Linked DNA regions of Mus musculus: region 2 is linked to region 1. The links are chromatin contacts, called in public promoter capture Hi-C maps. All regions are on one chromosome and are shown on one strand. The core of a region is the stretch at or near the end of the contact, and the rest is flanking DNA. Distances in the headings are between cores, read along the strand shown.

Region 1 (4,260 bases), core at 453-2,952:
TTAAAGTTTTCTAAATGTAAACTATGCTGGCAGTGAGCATTCCTTTTTTGAGACAGGGTCTCTTTATGTAAACTAGGCTTGCCTGGCCCACTGGAATAAAGAGCATGCAACACAACACCCCAGCAGTAAGCATTAACTAGAAATAATATGGAATTCAAGCATCCATCTGATACACAGAAAACATACCTTTAGTAACAAGGGCCACTGAGAAGTGTCTAATTGAGCCACTTTAGATTCTGGTTTGATAAGAAATTCTTCAGCATGTTGTATTTCCTTCAATAGAGCAGAAACATTTCTCAGCTTAATTTTGGAAGTGCATGCCTTTTAAACAAGAGGAAAGGAGGGGTGTGATTTCTGAAACCCAGGTCACTCAACTTTAGGAAGATCAAGTTGAATCCAAATATTTTAACAAAACCATGGGTCTGCTGATGGAGTAAGGCAGAGAAATTCAGGGTCAATAGCTCACCATTTAGCATGCCATGCATGTTAGAAAATTTCTCTGGGAGTTGTATGATTTCAGGTTTTTGCCCGTTCTACATAATGACCACTAAGTACTAGCATATTGATTGAGAATATTTAAAAGCACTTTCCCCCTTTAATGTGCTGTTTACTAAATTATCTCAATCAGTCGAAGCAAAGTAAATTTCTACTCACGGCAACATCATCTTCTTGTAATGGCTTCCGGTCTTTTTTCTTCTTATGCTTCTTTGGGAATGTAATTACTACAAGAAACAAACTCAATATTTGAAGATTTTGAAAACTAAAACCAAAGTTTAAAATTAACTCTAAAATCGGGACAAAGAAAACATTTTAAAGTCTGACATTACTGGAGAGAACTTACGTTTGTGAGGCCAAACACTAGGATGGCTTGGCTGGTAAATGACTCTAGCACGTGTTGGCTTCCCTTCGGGTTCTCCACGTGGCTGTGGCAAGGCCAAATATTACTTAGGGAAGCACTTGTCCACAGGCTGGAAAGTTTCACAAACGAACACTGCACTGTCCATAGGGGCTTGTGATCTCTTAAAGTTTTTCTTGTAGGTCTGAGTTACACTTGCTTCCAACTCCTCTGTTCCTTTCCTTCCTAACCCTTGCTCTGCACCTTTGCTACCCTCATTTCCATAATGTCCTGCCTAGTGCCAGCAGAAATGCTACCGCGTCTCCTTATCACGACACAGTCGCCTCCACGGCTGATGCCTTTGGGAGGGGACCCTGGTAGAATCTTTTGCACGAAGCCAGGATCTAATGAAGCCTAGTCACTGGTCACGAATGCGTGCATTCACAGGTAGAGCCAGAGCCGAGTGGTGAGACAGCCAAACTGCGAGCGGGAACACGGGGAACCGCGGGTCACGATGCAATCTCACTATAACTAGCTCCGGGTCGTGTAGGAGGCCCCACAGGTCTCATGGCACTGCCACCAGAACCTCTTACCTTCTGCATCCGCCATCTTGAACTGCACCGCGTGCGTCCCGCCCAAGCCGCCACAAACTAAGAACTGTAGACTCCTATGGTGTGAGACCCGTCCGGGCACGTCATTAGGACCCGCCCACCGTTGCACCGCCCCTAGCTTGCTGATATAAAAAAGGGACGTAGAGAAGAGGAGGAGGAGGAGGAGGACAGGACGGGGTACGGGGGCAGGAATCTCTACGAACCCGCGGACTGTCTACTCAATCCCATTGGCTGATTCGGCCACGGAGGTGTGACCGCACATGCGCCTGGAAGCTCCCCCTCACTCCTCCCCACCCCAACCCCACACTGCCAACCCTTGGCAGAGCGCCTTGGAACCTTGGCCAGGCTTCTGCAGTAACAGACTACAGCGGGTGGGCTGTACTGTACCCTCCTCCAGTCTAGCTTCAGCTTCAGCACTTGGACATCCTTCTTAGCGCGCTATAAATAGCTGGTTTTAACTCAAACAGACATTTTTTTGCTTGCTATCATGTCAGTTTCAATTGAAAAAGACATTGAGGTACACAGTGTCAAAGTGAAAGCTGTTTACTCCTTGAAATTCCTATTAAGTTATGGCTGTATTGGCCAATAGGAATTGAGTGCAAGCCTCGTGTAAACTTTTAAATTTTCTAGCAGCTACATCAAACTAAAAAGGTTGAAAGTGATTCTGGTAGTTAATTTTACATAACCCTGCGGATCTGGCATGTTATTTTAATACGGAAGCAATATGCAGCAGTGTGTAATGTTTTGCTTTTTTCTGTATGAAGTTTTTTTCCAGTGTGTTTCACACTTAACCTGTACACTTAAGTTCGAATTCCACAGCCTGGACATCAAGTGCAGAGCTCTAGTGGCTGAGATAATGTAACAGCCAGAAAGTAACAGCTCTAGGATTGAGCCCTGACTTTTGTCGGGTAGAGTCTTCTGGCTGTTAATCCGAGCTACTGCCTTTGAGATAAGATCTCTGGAATATCCTCCTTCACCCTGTTTCCTATTCTACCTCTGTAGATTCTTTTGGCTTTCTGGATTCATAACCCATATCTAGTGAATTTGATAGATCATTAGTTATCTTCATTGTAGATGGAATCATTTGCCAATAGTTTTCCAGTTAGTTGTTGCTGACAAAAAAAAAAAAAATAGTATTCTTTTTCTTCTGATCTACAATGCTAAAATCAGATTTTTTCAGTTTTTTTTTCTGTTTTTTTTTTCTTTTTTACTATGACTTACAATGGGTTTTTATGTCTTTATGGAATTCATTTTGCTAATAGTGGTAATGATCAGAATTGACTATTAACAGATAAGACCCTTAGAATTAAATGTTATTTTATAATGCTCCAGTGATAATTAATAGGGTGAGTAAATCTGAAGTACTCATTTGCCATTTGTCCAGTGCCTTCATCTTTGTCCTGTATCTCTATGCTCAAATCTTTTTGGAGAGATTTTGCTTTCGGAGAGTTCCAGAACCCGTGGATTTTTCTTCACTCTTACTTCTCTAACCATCATTATAATGTCTCTATTTCTCCAGTAGCTTCCTGAAGTCCCAACTTTTTCTACTTTCCCTAGATTGTCTTAATAAGCAGCCTGAAAGTATCATTAAACTTAGGTCCTGTTTATGCTTAAAATACTTTTTAAGGGTTGATGATAAGGTTCAACAGTGAAGTGTGAGTGAGTGAGTGAGTGAGTGAGTGAGTGAGTGATGGATGAGAGCAAAGAAAGAAAAGTTCATTCCCCTCAGACAGATTTTCTTAAGCCAAGAGTTAACCTCTGCTTTGCCCCAGGACACAATTTAAAAACCTAGAAGCTGCAGGAGAAAAAAAAATGTGTTTGAAAACAATCTTAAGAGTTTGTAAATGTGTGTCTCTGCACAGGAAAACAAAAAATCCAGTCTCTTCTCAAAGATTAGGGATTTAAGTCTCTGAAGTTTCCCTCTCCTAATTTAGGGTTGGTCAGTTTGAAGAAAGATAGAGTGGTTGATTAGCCTACTGTTTTGTAGCAAGCCCTGAACCAGCCTTGAATTTGTTGAGCTAGTTCACCAGCAGGGTCTCACAGGTGGAAGACAAAGGCTTACAGGGCTTTTGTTTTATACTGCTAGGCCTTTGTCTCAAATCAGGAGTGTGAGGAAGAAAACAAGCCATCTTGGAAATTTAACACTTTTGTTGCTAGTCATGGACCCTCATCCTATCTGTGTGCCAAGAAAAGTATCTTAACACCTGATGCTCTCTAGTTTCATCAATTTTCCTGCTAATGGCTCAATTCCATTTCATCCTTCCTTAAGGCTGAATAAAATTCTACTATATATATATATATATATATATATACATATATATATATAATCCCATATATATGGGATTAAAGGCATGTGTCACCACTGCCCAGCAATAAGCATTGATTTAAGAAAGTGTTTTAGCCTAGTTTAGTGATGAATGCCTTTAATCCAAAAGGCAGGCAGAGCTTGAGTTCAAGGCCAGACTGGTCTATAGAGCTAGTTCCAGGACAGCCAGGACTACATACAAAAATCCTGATTTGAGCGGGGCGTGGTGGCACACCCCTTTAATCCCAGCACTCGGGAGGCAGAGGCAGGCGGATTTCTGAGTTCAAGGCCAGCCTGGTCTACAAAGTGAGTTCCAGGACAGCCAGGGCTATACAGAGAAACCCTTTCTCGAAAAAAAACAAAAACCAAACAAACAAAAAAACCCAAAACCAAAAACAACAACAACAAAAAACAAACAAAAAAAGAAAACAAAACAAACTAAAACAAAAAGTATGTGTTTTGTTAGTATATTGTACTGGCTAGTACATTGTTTTATGTGTCAACTTGAC
Region 2 (4,260 bases), core at 554-3,053, 830 kb after region 1:
TTGTCTCCAAGGTCCCTTGAGGCAGCCCATATAGATAATAGGCTACATACACTACCAAGGAGGCTGCTGTTTGCAACCATTGCACACCAAAGTCCCCATGGGAAAAGGGGACTTGGTCGGCTTAATTAGCTGCACAAAAAATCAAAGAAATCCCTAAAAATACTGCTGGACAGTGGTGGTTTTTAATCACTTGGGAGGCAGAGGCAGGCAGATCTCAGATATGCCTGGTGTACATTAAGTTCCCGGACAGCCAGGGATACAGAGAAACCCTGTCTCAAAACCAAATAAAACACCAGCTTACCTGTCAGCCCCAGCACAGGACAACATCTTGTTGATACGGATGACATGGAAAGGGTGGAGCCTCACTCGGATATGAAAGCCATCCTTGCCACAACTCTTTACCATGTATTTGTTGGCACAAATACGGGCAGCCTCCAGTGCTGAATGGGGAAATAACAGCAGTGAAACAGGGTGTCAGGACATTGAATAAATTATAATATATAATCCACAAGTACACAAGAAATGCCAATTAACACACCGGGCATGGTGGTCCATGCCTTTAATCCCAGCACTTGGGAGGTGGATTTCTGAGTTTGAGGCCAGCCTGGTCTACAAAGTGAGTTCCAGGACAGCCAAGGCTACAGAGAAACCGTCTCGAAAAACCAAAAAAAAAAAAAAAAAGAGCCAATTAACAAATGGGAGCTGTCTCACCTTCAGAAGAGAGTTGCTCATATTCATCTGACACCATATGGCCACAAAGTGGGAATTCATCAACTTTTGCTTTCTTCCGTCCCAAATCAAAGATTCGGATCTTAGCATCTGAAAAACACGTGGTTTAAAGTTCTCGAGAAGTGGGGAATAGACAAACACCGATCCAGTTCGAAGTTTGTCACTACTTACCAGGGACACCACGGCAGAAACGAGACTTTGGGTATGGCTTGTTCTTACAATACCGGTAACTATAGAAGGAAGGAAACTCAGGTGTGATTAATGGTGACAACAGGACTAAACCAGCTCTGAATCCAGTTTCCATTCAGGGTAACTGATTCTAAGGCAACTTGTTGTTAAACAATTACACAAATTATAAAACAGAAAAAGAATCATGCACTAGCATCACCCTCTAACCAGAGTTGGGTGAGATATCACAATTTTCCTAGCATGTGACAGAAGACCCGCCTTAGCCACGTTAAGAGAATATGGCGTCCTCTTCAGGACACGCGTTTAGGCGGCGCCTACGGACTGGTCAGCCCTTGGTGTCCTGTTAAAAACCACAAAGCTCAAGGCCGGAAATAAAAGACGGACGCAAAAGTGACCAAGAAGGCCTGGTAGGCGTTGTAAAAAGGCTCATTTGCGACGCAGAGGATTGGATGCACACGGACATGCTAGTTCTACCCAAGCGCTTTAGTATTGGGTAACGCCACCCACAGCCTCAAAATAAAGGTCCCAGTAAAGTATTAAAGAAAACCCGAAGTCAGTCTTTACTTCAGGGTCTCTAAGTGGCAGAGAGTCCACCCATAAAAAAAAAGTCTTTCGAAAGAAATGCATTTTTCCCTCAGTTTTCACAGTAGGAAGATTGCATGGGTTCAGCACTCACCACCGGGCGGGGCGGCGGCCCATGATGACAATAGGATCGTCGGTGGCTGTAATGAAACAGTCAAAGAATACAGACACAGAATAAGTGTAAAAAAAATCCCAAAGAAAAATTACGAGACCATCGTAAAAAACCGTGACCGAACTCACTCACCGCGCCAGAGGAAAAGAGACGCTCCCACGCCTGCTCACGCCTTATATAGGCGGCCTATCTTCCACTGTAACAACCATAGAGTTACAGCCAGGGGGTGGTGTCGACGCTCTATCAGACGCTAAGATCATAGATGCAGCGCTGCTCTGCGCATGTGTACCAGGCGGGACCGAACGAAGCACAGAGCTTATTGGTGACTGGATACCGGAATAGGGAACTGCATGCTGGCGAATGGGATTTCGACACATAGGCAAGAGAAACCAGCTTCCGCCTGGCCATATTGGGCGGAGAGCCATTGACAGGTTTTGCTATTACGTATGATTGCCAATATTCTAAGACTTGAAAAGGGGAGTCTTTCTCAGTGGAACTGGACCGTCACGGAGGTGTTCCTTTGCTTACAGGGCTCTAGAGTGCTGGTTCAGGCCTTCCTCAAGGCTACAGGAAATGGCGCGAACGTTCCATGGTAGGGACTCCGAAGTTCCTTTGTCACCCGGGAGGTTGGAGACCCACCCACAAAGCTGACGTCTAAGAGCCAACAAAGAGCACCATGATAGGTGCTTGATTGCTTTCAGGAGACCAATTAAAATCTCCCTTAGAGGAAAAAAATCTCCGTTAGGCGCTCACTGTCCTCCTCGCTAGTTGGGCCCGCCCCACTCTAATTCTCAGGAAAAGACGTGTTCTTAGGGAGACTGGAGACTGGGCAAAGACGATGGCGATATCATTACTTCCTACTAGCCCCAGGAGGGTCGCGGTGCTGTGGGCCACGCCCTAGTAGGAGAGTCGGAGTTCCTTTGCCCCAGATTCCGAGAGAAAAACTAGGTGTAGCACACCTCTTCTTTTCACTATGAAGAATTCAAAATGTACATCTGGGTGTGTCTAGAAGGATTGGCAGCTAACCACTAACTACTCTCCCATATAAGGTTACAATCTAGGGAGGCACCAGAACGGGAACACTGTTCTGATCTAGGAGCACGTGTCTGAGCATCATCAGTCACTCAGACTCTATGAATTTGTGCCTCTTGTGTCACTTAGGGAGACATGATAGGAACAAAAGTATAGGGACCAAGGGCCTTCCCTCCCAACATCCCATGGTGCCGCTCCCTGGTTACATGTGCCCAGCTTGTTCCAGCACATTTAAGATTCCCAGCCACAAACCAGAGCTACTAGATTGCTTCTGCCAAATAGCTTCCCTGTGACACTTATCCAGTTCCTGGAGGCTTCACAAATTGATATCTATCCTCTGAAAACAGTTCTGTCCTGCCAGTCCTCTCCACCTGATTGGTATTTGTGCAGTTGTGGAGGTGGCTGTTTCTTTAGCTGGAGAGAGATAAATGAGAATAGTCTATATATTTTGACCACCTTTTCTTATCTTTCTTTTTGGTTTTTCAAGACAGGGTTTCTCCATTTTGCAAATGTACCACATTTTTCTTCATTTTGTTTGTTTGTTTGTTGAGAAAGGGTTTCTCTGTGTAGTCTTGACTGTCCTGGAACTCTGTAGACCAGGCTGGCCTGGAACTCAGAAATCCGACTGCCTCTGCCTCCCAAGTGCTGGGATTAAAGGTGTGTGCCACCACGCCCGGCTTTGACCACCTTTTCAATTAAACATTTATTTCTTCAGACAGGATCTGAGTGTGTCAGCCCCGGTGACCTGAAACTCACTTATGTAGATCAGGATGGCCTTCAGCAAACAGAGATCCACATACCTATGTGTGCAGATCTAAGACCTGTGCCACCACAGCCAGCCATGCATTTATATTCGTATGAGTGTTTTGCATGCAAGCATGCAAGTGTACAGCATACATTTCTGAAGCTGGCAGAAGCCAGAAGAGGGTGTCAGATCCCCTAGAACCGGAGTTACTGACAGTTGTGAGCCTCCCTGTGGGTACTAGGAATCAATCTCAGATCCTCTGCAAGAACTAGTTCTCTTACAGCTAACCCATCTCTTCAGCCCTTACATGTATTTACTTTATGTGTATAAATGTTTGAAACTGCATGGCCCTGCTTTGTAAGTCTTGATCCCCAGGAGCACAGTCTCCCAGGCCTTCCCTGTATGAGGATGTTTGTACTACATGAGATATGCTTTCAGCCAGTGTACAGGGCAGAGTGTCCTTCAGCTCTTTGAGATACAGCCAGGCTCAGTACACACACACACACACACACACACACACACACACACACACACACTCAGTGTTGTTTTGTCTTCCAGAGCTACTTTTCCCATACTTTGATTAGAAGGTAGAGAATAAGGTGATAGCAAGTACCCAGGCTTCTCCTGTCTGGGATGGTCTCAGAGAACCAGGGTCAGGGGTTTGGATTGCCCTCTCACATTTTGCTTGGTGCCTTTGCCGTGGGATTCCTTCATGGGCCTCTCTGTAAATAGGCATGGTCTTGACCTATTTACAGGTGCTAGCTGGCACTGGGTTCATGTACCCATCCTGGCTTATCAGTTGTTCCCTCTTACTCTAATTTCCCCATCTGGGTCCCCAGTAGAGATGGAGCCACATAGAACATAATGGCCA

What was found. Promoter capture Hi-C pulls out the DNA fragments that hold promoters and counts their contacts.
Region 2: a promoter capture Hi-C map of erythroid cells shows a contact between it and region 1, with 6 times the contacts expected there. The contact joins the promoter of Rpl10 here to the promoter of Dkc1 in region 1. A contact is called at or near these places in 2 of 39 promoter capture datasets (embryonic stem cells and erythroid cells), 5 of 115 datasets of contacts at active chromatin or transcription factors (astrocytes, embryonic stem cells and memory CD8 T cells) and 1 of 9 other capture datasets (embryonic stem cells).

What each region holds. Positions count from the first base shown.
Region 1 is chrX:75,093,296-75,097,555 of GRCm38.p6, reverse strand. It overlaps Dkc1 (dyskeratosis congenita 1, dyskerin), which reads right to left and starts at 1,702. Exons shown (of 15, transcript NM_001030307.2): 1 at 1,429-1,702; 2 at 655-722; 3 at 187-273. The coding sequence starts at 1,444.
Region 2 is chrX:74,268,359-74,272,618 of GRCm38.p6, reverse strand. Rpl10 (ribosomal protein L10) reads right to left here and starts at 1,803. Exons shown (of 7, transcript NM_052835.3): 1 at 1,745-1,803; 2 at 1,595-1,640; 3 at 901-959; 4 at 712-819; 5 at 302-440. The coding sequence starts at 1,617. It overlaps Snora70 (small nucleolar RNA, H/ACA box 70), which reads right to left and starts at 127; the gene lies at 1-127.